Regions from separate parts of the Mus musculus genome. Here all the other regions are linked to region 2. A link is a contact called in public HiChIP or PLAC-seq data. All regions are on one chromosome and are shown on one strand. The core of a region is the stretch at or near the end of the contact, and the rest is flanking DNA. Distances in the headings are between cores, read along the strand shown.

Region 1 (3,612 bases), core at 1,086-3,585, 350 kb after region 2:
TAGAGAACCCTAGAGAGGAGATAAGAGAAAGGATTCCACCCTCGGGGTTAGGGGTGGGATCGGCCCCTTCCTCCTCCTAGCACTTAAGCCATTGGCTGCGCATCCTCCCGCGAACCCACCCACCCGGCCATTTAAGCCTTTCTCCTCCCTGCTTTCCTCCACTCCTCCGGGCTCGTTACCCGTCGCCGGAAAGTTGGTGAAGTGCGAGGTGGGGGCAAGTTGGAGAAGAGGATAGGGAGCAAGCCTAAGCCTTAAGGCAGGGTCAGAGCACAGCTCTGGCTCCCCTGCGCCCCCGCCTCCTTCTCGACCCCCTCGCAGCTGCCCCACCTGCCCTGCCACAGCCGCGGGTCTAGAGCGACGAGCGCAGCGCTCGCGCGCCCGGCATCCGCGCGCGCCCCCACGAGTACGCGCGCGCAGCCACCCTCACTCGCTTCTCACCCACTTCAAAGTTCATTCACAAAACTCTCAGACTTTCCCAAGCCCAAAGGAGAGGAAGTCAGGGACTCTTCCTTCCCCTCCTAAGGGTTCAGGGCCTGGCGCCCACTCAGAATGTGCGACAGCATCAATTTCTCCCTGCACCCGGCGGATGTGATGAGAGGGGTGGGCGAAAGGGGACCTATCTGGGGAGGCGCGGTGGTACAGAGAAAGGTGAAGGCGGGGCGCGGAGAGGAGCAGCGTGGTTTCTACTCCTGGGTTCACTCTGGTTCGCATCGATTTCTAAGACAAGGAGGGGGAAACTTTTCCTGCACCTCACTCTGGCACTAAAGCTCCCTCCTCCCCTTGGAGTCGTGACTGGCTTCTCTCCCTCTCATCCCTTCCTCCCCAAATCTGACAACCCTGACAGATTAACAGGTAGCGGCGGCGGCGAAAGCGTTTACCCTGAGAAAAGTTGACGTTAACCCTTCGTCTCCATCCCACCTCATCCCTCGGTGCAAATCAGACCCTCACAGCCCCCAAGCCAGGAACTCCACGCCCCCGACCCCAACGCGCACCCCAGTGAGCCCTCACCATGATCAGCGTATGGTTCCTCTGCTCGGCTGAGGCAGCCTCCGCATCTTGCTGGGTTTTACTCGGGTGCTGCTGCTTGCCGCTGCCGGCGCCCGATTTCTTGGCTCTCTGCTCCAGGGTCCTCTGATAGAGGCTCACGGTGTCCCGGCGCTCCAGCTCCAGCTGCTCCACCTGAGCCTGCTGATACCTGTTCTCGCAGTTGACGTGGTGCCGCCGGCAGCCCTCGATGCGCTGGCGGAGCCGCTCGACTACCGTGCTGTGCTTGGGGACGGCCGCCGAGCTGCCGCCGGGGCCCCCGGAGCCGCCGCAGCCGCCGGCAGCGGGGTGATTGCCACTCGGAGCAACCGGAGTGCTATTGGGAGTATTCACGCCGATCCCGGCCCCGCCGAGGCTGCTGCTCAGGCTGCTGTTGATGCAGATACTACTACCATTCGCGGCGGCAGCGGGGGCTGCGAAATCCCCCATCCTGCTCCCGGGGCACACTATTTTGGAAGAACTTTTTTTTTTAATCCACCCCCTATCAGCCTTCTCCTTGGGTCCAAGGATTAAAATAGTTTAAGTGGAACGCGGGGGAGACGCAAGCACATGGATGAAAAAACAGCGATCCCCACGGGGTGAAAAAAGGGGGAAGAGATTTTGGGGTGTTTTTTTTCCTTAAAAAAACTGTAAAGATCGAGGGGAGAAAAAAAGGGGGTGTTATCAGAATACCATCAGACACCTATCAACAAATAGAATCCCAACAAACTGAGCCGGCAGCAGATCGGCTTGCAACTCAAGGGGAGATCCGCTCCTCGCCTGCCTCCTTTTAATAATCCATTATTTTCTAATAAATTCCAGGAGGTTTCCGGTGGTTGGCAAGCATTTTCTCCCTACGTACCGAAAAACACACCCCATGTACACACACGAGCGTGTGCCTCCAGTGCGGACACGCGCGACACACACTCACTCCACGCCGCATCGGAAAACGGCGAGCTTGCTTATTGCATTTTCCTTCCACAAAAAAGTTTTGGTGTTTATGCCGCCCCGTGTTCTCAAAGTACTTTGGCTGCTCAGTTGCATTTCACAGGAGCCTAGACATCGAGTCCTCGGGCTGGGCAAGTAAACACATGGACAGTCCGAGGCGACTGCAAAAGTAGATCGCTGGAGTCCTTTGCGAAACGCCGCGCGGAGAGCAGCCACTAATGCTCGGCCAGGCTGCCGCTGCCGCCGCCGCCTCCGCCACCATCACAATGATCAACTGCTCGCCGCCGCCGCCGCCTCCTCCTCCTCCTCGCGCTCCTCCACCTCCTCCTCCTCCTCCATGCCAGCGGAGTGATATCAGGACGCGCGAGCTCAGTAAACACGGCAGCGGCGGCGGCTGGAGGCCGTGAGACAAGCCCGGGGACCCGGTGCAAAACCCGGCCCGGACTCTCCCCTGGCGGGAGCGGGCGCGGCGCGCACCGACCTGACTCCCGCCTCCCTTGCCCCCCCACCCCCTCCCCTTCCCCAATCCAGCTGCTCCCCAGGCTGGGAAGCCCCGACCTGCCAGGAAGAGGGGGGAAAACAAAGATTGGGGGGAATCTTAGGAGTGGATCACCTTTTGACCCGTGTGTGTGTGTGTGTGTGTGTGTGTGTGTGTGTGTGTGTGTGTGTGTGTGTGTGTGTGTAAGTGAGCGCGCGGCGCGCGTGTATGTGTGTGTGCGCGCGCGCGAGTGCGCGGGGACGCGCCAGGCTGGCTGTGTTTCCTTCTGCCCAGCGAGGTATCCAGCGAGCCCAAGTTGTTGTTATACATTTATGCATTATATTGCAGAAATGTGCATGACCAGGCAGAAACAGTGCAGCTTCCCAGCAGCTGTCATCCCCACCCATGTGAAATGAAATAGGCAAACGAGTGGCTTGTTTTCAAGGCCCAGAGAAGACCCTGCTAGTGAACTCTTGCTCAAACTCTAGGACCCTCTTTAACTCAAATAATTTTTTTTCCTTACGTTTATTTGTTTATTGGGAAGAAGTGCCTAGTGCCACACCCCACGCACGCTTAGAAGTCAGAAGACAGCTTTGTGGAGTCCTCTAAGGTGGGTACTTGAGTTTGAACCAAGGTTGTCAAGATCTGGGGCAGTCAGTCACCTTTACCTCCTGGAAATTTCATCAAAGTACCCATTCCTCAATGAACAGAACTAAGCAGTCAAAACAAAACAAAACCTTGGGATATTATTTATTTCTCTGTACATAACGACTGTGGTTATTATGACGATTATTGTTTTATTTATCCTTGAAAAAAAATAAAACCAAGCAAGCAGGGACTTGGAGGTGAGACTAACAGTACATTTAAACAGACTGTTTTGAACACTAGGTGCTAATGACGGCAGCAATTAAGGGTCCTGCCTAAATCAAGTGGAAAGATTGCAGATTTCATGCTTTAGAACTATAGAAAGAAAGAAAGAAAAAAAAAACACAGCATTTCACAGTTTGTTGTGACCAAAACAAAAACAAGCCAAAAAGTGTGTGGGGGGCAGGCTTAGCTTACCACTAGATATATTTTTTTATTTCAATGGATTCACATTCACAATAGCACGATTGAAATGGAGTAGCTGCAGAGAAGTAATCTCAGGTTTTGTTAATTATTAT
Region 2 (3,275 bases), core at 642-3,141:
GACATTTTCTGGAATAATCCCACGAATTTTTTTTTCTTTTTAACCAACTAGACATAATGACAACTTCAGTTCATGAGGACAAAGAAATAGATGCATTAGGTCTTAATTGTCTGTTGGATAGGCTTCTTTAGAGGGTTCTGCCAAATGAACAGGGCTCTTAGACCAACATACACCCACTAAACGTAGGTGGCCTTCCTGCTAGCTTGTTTGGCTGGCCTGTAATGAAAGGTCAAGCTGGCCAGGGAGCAGCTGTAGGGGGGCTGGCAAGAGTCAGTGTGCCTGGAACCCATGGAGAAACTGTATCCAGCTTCTCTGCAGGCAGATTGCTCTGCTGCAGAGCCTGTGGCTTTTGGCACCTGGGTTCCATTTGTCCCCCCCTCCTTCTTTCGGAAGAGGATTTGACGCCACCAAGGAAGGACCTTATAATGTTATTTACTGCTATTTCCTACGCCCCAAATTTGGCTTTAGGCTGCCTATTTTCAGTATTTGGGAACCTCAAGACGGGAGCAAGGCATGAAACCTGCAGCGAATATGAAGCCTTCCCCAGGGCTTGGCATTTAGCTGCAGCTCCAGCAGGCATTTAGAATTAAAAAAAAAAAAAAAAAAAAAAAAGGTTCATGCAGGCTTTCCAAGTACAGGGCCTTAAAGGCAACATGGCTCCGAAATCCCCTTTGTGCTGTGGAGCTGTGGGAAGGGACAATGAGTGACACGCTGCCCGGTGTCCCCATGTAAATGCTACCTCGAGGATACAGTTTTTACCAGGCAGATGGCTCATTTCTGGTCTGTAGCCTCATTTTTCCAGTGTTCCTCATGTACTTGTGAAGTTCTGCCCCTGGAGTCAGGTCCTAATTGGTGTCAAACGCTCAGAGACAAAAGTGAGGTTTGCGCATCATTCATGCGAAGGCTGTAACTGCAGTGACGGGCGGGCCCTGGCTCCAGCCACGCCTGTGGCCAGCAGGACCTGCTGTTGCAGACCTGCTCAAAACTACTGAATGCCAGGCTAAATACCTCTCTGTCATCACTGCCCATCTCCCGACTCTAGCATGTCTTTATGCTGGGGTCCTCTTTAGGTTATCTGTATGTTGACCTTAGTCTGGCTCTAGCAAATCTGGGTAGGGTTGAGGGGGACCCCCATTCATCTCACTACAGATTTGGGGGCCACCCAGCAGACAGGTAATCCTAATAGCCAGGACTCTGCAGTCAGCGAACGGCCGTCTGATTGGATGCACATTCATCTTCAAATTATGTTGTGTGACAGCCTGGGCTGCTGAACACCATTTTAACATGCAGATTGACTCCTCTGAGGCTGTTCATTATGCATTTAGCGGCCTGTTTTCAGACTAACCAGCATGTCAGAGAGGCCCTATCCTTTTTCCACCTGGGTGGAAGAAATCGCTTGCTGACTGTGGGGGAGCATGGATATTAAAATGCATGTTTATTTTTCCGAGTATCCACATATAACAACGTCCCCACCCCACCCCCGCCGCCGCCAGTGCAGGAGGAGAGAAGAAAAGGGGCAGACAGCTTTGACTCTGAAGCAAAGAAAATGGCTATGCCAAACAAGCCAGTCTCTGTGGAAGACAGGAGCTGACAAGGCCAGGCCAGCCTGATGCCTCCCGGCTGCCCTGGCTGCCCGCAAGCCAGCCTGGGTGCGTCCACACAAGCGCTCTTCTGAGACATGCACAGACCCTCTCTTCTCTTGTACACACAGCCCCAAGTATTTTAAGCAGCACACTTCCAATTTCCTGTTTCTAAAATTGTCTCGCATCTCCAATGGCATTCCATGCAATCCTGGCAAGTCACAGGCTCAGGGGCTGAGCCAATTCCACTCCAAGGACAGTGAGAGTCCTGTGTCTGCTGAGGAACAACCAAGTAGGGCCCTGGGTCACTCACCCCTCATCTCTTCCTGGTGTGACTTAACCTCAGTCTGCTGGGACTTTGTCTCCATGACCTCTCTGTGACCTCTAGCTGCTATTGGGCAAACACCCAATAACATCTCTCTCTCTCTCTTTCTCTCCCTCTCCCTCTGTTGTGCCTATGACCCCTAGCTGCTACTATGTGAGCACTGCCATTTCCTCTGTGTGTGTGAGGGTGGGATATGAATATGTGTGTCTGTGCATGTATGTGTGTCTGTGTGTCTATGTCCTTCAGCTGCTATTGGGTGAATACTGCCATTTCCTCTGTTTGTGTGTGTGTTTGGGGGGCGAGCTATGGGTATGTCTTGTACCTGGTGTGTGTGTGTGTGTGAGATCTCCAGTTGCTACTGGGTGAGCATGTCCATTTCCTGTGTGTGTGTTGGGGGAAGGGGTATATGTGTTGTGTATGTGTGTGTATATATGGTGAATGTGATATATACATGTATGTGTGATGTGTATGCGTTCGGTGTGGTGTGTGTATGTGTGTGTTGTATGCTTGCTGTGGTATGGTGAGGATGCTGTGTGTGTGATATGTGCATGTCCTTTCTTGATGCACTTGCAGTAGTTTTAAGATTTCATTCCTGTCCCACATAGTGCCTAACGGTGGCATTTTTTTCCCCCATGTGTTTGAAAGACTCCTTACTTTCTAGGCAAGAGCTTCACTATTGCTGGGCATAGTGGCGAACGCCTTTAGTCCCAGCACTTGGGAGGCAGAGGCAGGTGGATTTCTGAGTTCTAGGTCAGCCTGGTCTACAGAGTGAGTTCCAGGACAGCCAGGGCTATACAAAGAAATCCTGTCTCGAAAAACAACAACAACAACCACCCTCCACTATTGACCTATATCTGTGACCTGTGACCTATATCTGCGGCCCTCGCCTCCTGAGAGGACCCCAGTTCCTTCAGTCTCTGTGGTGGGCTACGCTTGCTGTGCACACAGCACTCCCCTCTGTCATCGGATGTGGGAGGCTCTCCACCGCCTTCCTCTGCTGCCTTGAAAGAATGGTTCTTCAGGGGCTGAGGAGCTTGGCTTGAGAACGCAAGCTCAGAGGCCAGGGCTGAGAGCAGCCACCCTGCCACATGTCCCCAGAGGGCAGGCATGTGTGCTTAAGAGCTTCTGGGTCTTTTGGGGTGGTGTTAAATGCTGCTCTCAAAGATGTGGCTGGGGCTTTGCTATTTACATGAAAATATTACATAGTATGTCCAGAGGGCTCCAGGCACAAAATAAAGCAGAAGGCAGAGCTGCGTTCTGGATTCTGCCGGCATGGCCGTCAGTGGGCATGAAAGGGCTCTGTTGCTTACTCAGGGACTGTGGTACTCCTGAGGAGAGAACCTGAGCGTGGAAACTGTGCCCTTTTGTTT
Region 3 (3,724 bases), core at 455-2,954, 420 kb after region 2:
TGCATGAAGATTTTAAATAAAACTACCTATGCCAGCGCTGAATTTTACTTCCCATCTTCAGGCTTAGAATATGAAAATCATTATCCACTACAGCTAATTAGGTAATAACAGGACTTTATACAGCATCTTACACTTACGGATATTAACGTCAGAGGAAAGGGCGGCTTTTCTGGTCAATGGCTACCCTTCTGGTAACCTGCTCTAATGGAGGCAAACCAGAGGTCAATGCCGCGGAGGAGGCCGTGCCTGATGCAGTCAGGCTCTGTTAATCATGGGAAGAAAGGTTTACATCACAACTGCACAGCAAATGAAAGCTTCAGAGTGAGTCTCCCTTTCCTAGGTGTTAGGTCATAACCTCATGCTCTTTACGGGAGACTGTGTCCTCACACTCTTCTCAGATACTCTGAATTCAAGAAAGACAGGATGGATCCGCAGGTAGAGCAGGTTCTGAGCCTGCAGCTAAGAGCGGGGAGGAGAGTGGCGTTGGGATCAGACAACCCCTCACTGACCCTTATTCTGTAATTTACCAGACAAGTGGCTTGATTTCAATTAAAGTAATTTGATCTTTTTTTTGAGACAGAGTTTTACTATGTTTTCTAGGCTGGCTTCAGACTCTTTCTGTAGCCCCGGGCTTGTCTAGAATTCCTAGGGATTGTCCCCCTCCAAGCTGAGGTTATGGTGTGCACTGCCACATCAAGATAGGCCAAGTAGCTTTGGAACTCACCTGAAGCTCTCTTTATTCATTCCTAACAAGGAGTTATAAGAAATACACATTCCTATAGCTATTTCTAGGGGTTACATAAAGAAAGGTGTTTAGGACATAGAAGCAACAAATATTAGACATCGTTTTTATTACTGTGGCTTGTTTTCCAATAGTCTGTGTGGCACATTTCACATGTATTGCCTAGAAGGATAGCTTTCACCACTGCATGGAAGAAATAGGAGGCAATACTCCCTGCTTATATTTGCTGAAACATGACCAAGAAGTAGCACTGGGTGGCTGTGGTGCCTCAGTCCAAGAGGCAGGGTCCCAGAAACCGGACTTCAGGAAGGACAGATGCTTCTGGGACACACAACCTTACAGCAACCCCCTGTTCCTTTGGCTCTTACAGTGTACGCCCCTCTTCCACGGTGACTCCTGAGCCTTGGACGCAAGAGTTTGACTATAGATGTAGCCATTGGGACTGGGCTCCACAACTCTGCATTTTGATTGGTTGTGGTTTTCCATAATGGCCTCCATCTCTTGCAAAGGCAAGTTTTCTGGATGAGAAACATGGCTGCCTCAACTTGACCTGTACAAACACCAACAGGCATGCTAACATGGAAGGGGGAAAAGCCCAAGGAGACTCAAGCCTAGACAAAGACCTGTAGACACCTTAAGGAAGCTGAGAGCAGGCAAAAGTCTTCCCCAGGAAAGAGCACGTCAGCTGGTTGCCCAATACCAAATGGTCAGCCCGGAAAACATACATGCAAGTAACGTTGTAGACTGGGCAGGTTTCATATGAAAGGAAAAAACGATGAACGATAGTCAGACAATAATGTAAAGTCAAGATCAGGCGAGACAGGCCCTCAAATGGAGACACATCAGCATGCCCGACACTCAGCACATTTATCATGTATGACATGAAGGGGACCTGGGTTAGCTAAACCTAGTAGGGGGTCTCTGTAGGAGAACAGTCTCAAGGGGCATGATCATGAAGCCATCCAGGATGACTCTCTCCACTTCCTGTTTTTAGCTTAAGGTTAACATCCACACATAGCCCAGGGGAAGGCCCTAGGACTGGCCCGTGACATAGATTGGCCCTTGACCTGGCTGTGTTAAGGACATCACACAGGGATACACTTGGTCCCCACCCTATGGGATTCAGAAAGCTTGGACCCCTCACCCTGTTCTACCATCGAAAACTTGGCGAACCTACCAAACTCTTTGTGGCTCAAGGGTAACTGTCGCTGTGTGTTTTTCTCGGTCTCTGGCTTCCTGTCTCTCTGTTTCTGTCTGTCTGTCTCTCTCTTGTGTGTGTGGGGAGTGTGGGTATGCGTGCTGTGTGTGAGTTTGATATGCACATCTGAATGATTAGCCAAAACTCGCCACTCAATTTCTATGAGGATTAAATAACAAGATAGATGTGAGCAAATTTTAAAAAAACTGTAAAGCACTTAGTTTAAATTAGAGTGTATTCATAATTTCCAGCATGCCCCAAGTCAGTTGTGACTAATTTCTAGATCTCTATTTTCCCCTAGAAGTTTATTGTTATTTGGAACAATTGTTATTTATTACTGGTTTATTAATAGAAGACCTACCGCTAACAAGAAGCCCAAAATGAATTCATGGCTTAATAGCGTCATCGCTTTGCTTTTAATCTTGTTTGAAAAGTAGAGCCTTCTCAGGGTGTTGACACAAGGGGCTGTATTGCTTAATATTGGCCGTACCAAAGTTCATCAGAGCATACTTGACAGTTCTGACATTTATTGCTTACAGAATATACTCTTCCAGGACTGTAGTTGGCAGAGTGATGGATAAGCAGGTATGAGGCCCTGGGTTCAATCCCCAGCATCGCATTCTGTGGTGGTCTACCCTGTAGTTTCAGCACAGGGAGCTGGAAGCAGAACCAAAGAGTGAAGTCACCTTTAGTTGCATAGAAACGTAGACATCAACCTGAGCTTAAAAACACATCTACCAACCAAACACCCCACAAAGAAGACCAGGGAGAGGGTTCAACTGGTAAAGTGCTTGCTGCTTGATCCCTGACACCTTGTAAAAGCCAGCTGTGCTAGCATGGATCTGTAAATGCAGCTCCCGGGAGACGGATGCAGTGCTTGCCCGCAGTTGGAAGGGAATCCAGGACTTAGTTTGTCTCATGCTCACAGGGACCAGCCTGGTGCTATCTGCCTCTGTCACTGATGCCGGCTGGGCATGTGACTCCCAGAGGCCCATGCTCCTGCTGCAAGATGTCACCAAGCTTCTGGATTTTGACACCTCCACCTTCTTTCCTTCTTTCCCTAAGACAAGCACTGGCAGGTGCTTCTTTTAACAGTGAACCCCATGCTACCTGAATGGTAGTATTTTTGAATTACCAGGCCTTTTGGTTTGGGTTCACATTTATTTTATTTTGTGTGTGTATGTGATTTAACAAGCGCATGGCATGGTCAGAAGACACGTTGCAGAATCAGTTCTCTCTTTCTACAATATGGGTTCTGGGGGCTGGGCACATGGTTTCAAGCTCATATATGACCTGTATCACCCACATGTATAATCTGTATCTATAAATGATATCTGTATCATTTATACCTAGCTATATGTGTGTATAGGAGCACGGAGAGAGTTATTTCACATGAGGGATTTATTCCTGCAGGTGTGGAGGCTAAGATGTTCCATGAACAGCTGTCTACCAGCTGAAGGCCAAGAGGATTTGCAATGTCACTCATTACAAGTCTTAAGATCCCCAAACCAGAAGCATCAATTTCTGAGGGCAGGGAGGGGTGGGATCCCAGCAGGCCAGGTAGGGAAGGAGAGGTCCTGGCAGGCCAGGAGGGATGGAGTCCCAGTAGCCAGGAAGGGCATGGAGCGATGGGGTCCCAGCTCCAGCAGAGAGAGGCTCCTTACTCCTTTACCTTCTGTTCTATGCTTTTTCAGGGGATTGGGTGATGTCTCCCAGAACAGGTGAGGACTGTCTCTTTTACTGAGTCTTATGATGTGCGTGCTAATCTCTTCTGGAACACTTTC

The links. HiChIP or PLAC-seq counts read pairs in DNA pulled down with a chosen protein or histone mark.
Region 1: an H3K4me3 HiChIP or PLAC-seq map of forebrain shows a contact between it and region 2, with 5 times the contacts expected there. The contact joins the promoter of Maml3 here to the enhancer-like site in region 2. A contact is called at or near these places in 11 of 39 promoter capture datasets (the 3T3-L1 cell line, 3T3-L1-derived adipocytes, the HPC-7 cell line and 6 more), 3 of 15 datasets of contacts at CTCF or cohesin (CD8 T cells, the NIH/3T3 cell line and pro-B cells), 9 of 484 Hi-C or Micro-C datasets (the Ba/F3 cell line, the HL-1 cell line, the N1E-115 cell line and 6 more), 29 of 115 datasets of contacts at active chromatin or transcription factors (the 230-238 cell line, the NIH/3T3 cell line, T-cell acute lymphoblastic leukemia and 21 more) and 1 of 9 other capture datasets (pancreatic islet).
Region 3: an H3K27ac HiChIP or PLAC-seq map of regulatory T cells shows a contact between it and region 2, with 5 times the contacts expected there. The contact joins two enhancer-like sites. A contact is called at or near these places in 1 of 15 datasets of contacts at CTCF or cohesin (the NIH/3T3 cell line), 2 of 484 Hi-C or Micro-C datasets (the N1E-115 cell line and bone marrow-derived macrophages) and 8 of 115 datasets of contacts at active chromatin or transcription factors (craniofacial prominence, embryonic basal ganglia, embryonic hindbrain and 5 more).

The regions. Positions count from the first base shown.
Region 1 is chr3:52,102,671-52,106,282 of GRCm38.p6, forward strand. Maml3 (mastermind like transcriptional coactivator 3) reads right to left here and starts at 2,336. Exons shown (of 5, transcript NM_001004176.2): 1 at 1,009-2,336. The coding sequence starts at 1,473.
Region 2 is chr3:51,748,335-51,751,609 of GRCm38.p6, forward strand. All of the region lies in intron 2 of Maml3 (mastermind like transcriptional coactivator 3), which reads right to left. Among named protein-coding and RNA genes, the nearest start is that of Gm46803, 42 kb to the left of the region's middle. Within about 2 kb of position 1,892, at least 123 of the 459 cell types and tissues checked have an H3K27ac peak or open chromatin away from gene starts, as enhancers often do. A contact at or near this core is called in CD8 T cells, the N1E-115 cell line, acute myeloid leukemia and 17 more, where this site is marked.
Region 3 is chr3:52,169,072-52,172,795 of GRCm38.p6, forward strand. It overlaps Gm30074 (a long non-coding RNA gene), which reads right to left. Exons shown (of 3, transcript XR_867257.3): 3 at 2,010-2,597. Among named protein-coding and RNA genes, the nearest start is that of Gm30074, 9.2 kb to the right of the region's middle. Within about 2 kb of position 1,705, at least 15 of the 459 cell types and tissues checked have an H3K27ac peak or open chromatin away from gene starts, as enhancers often do. A contact at or near this core is called in regulatory T cells, where this site is marked.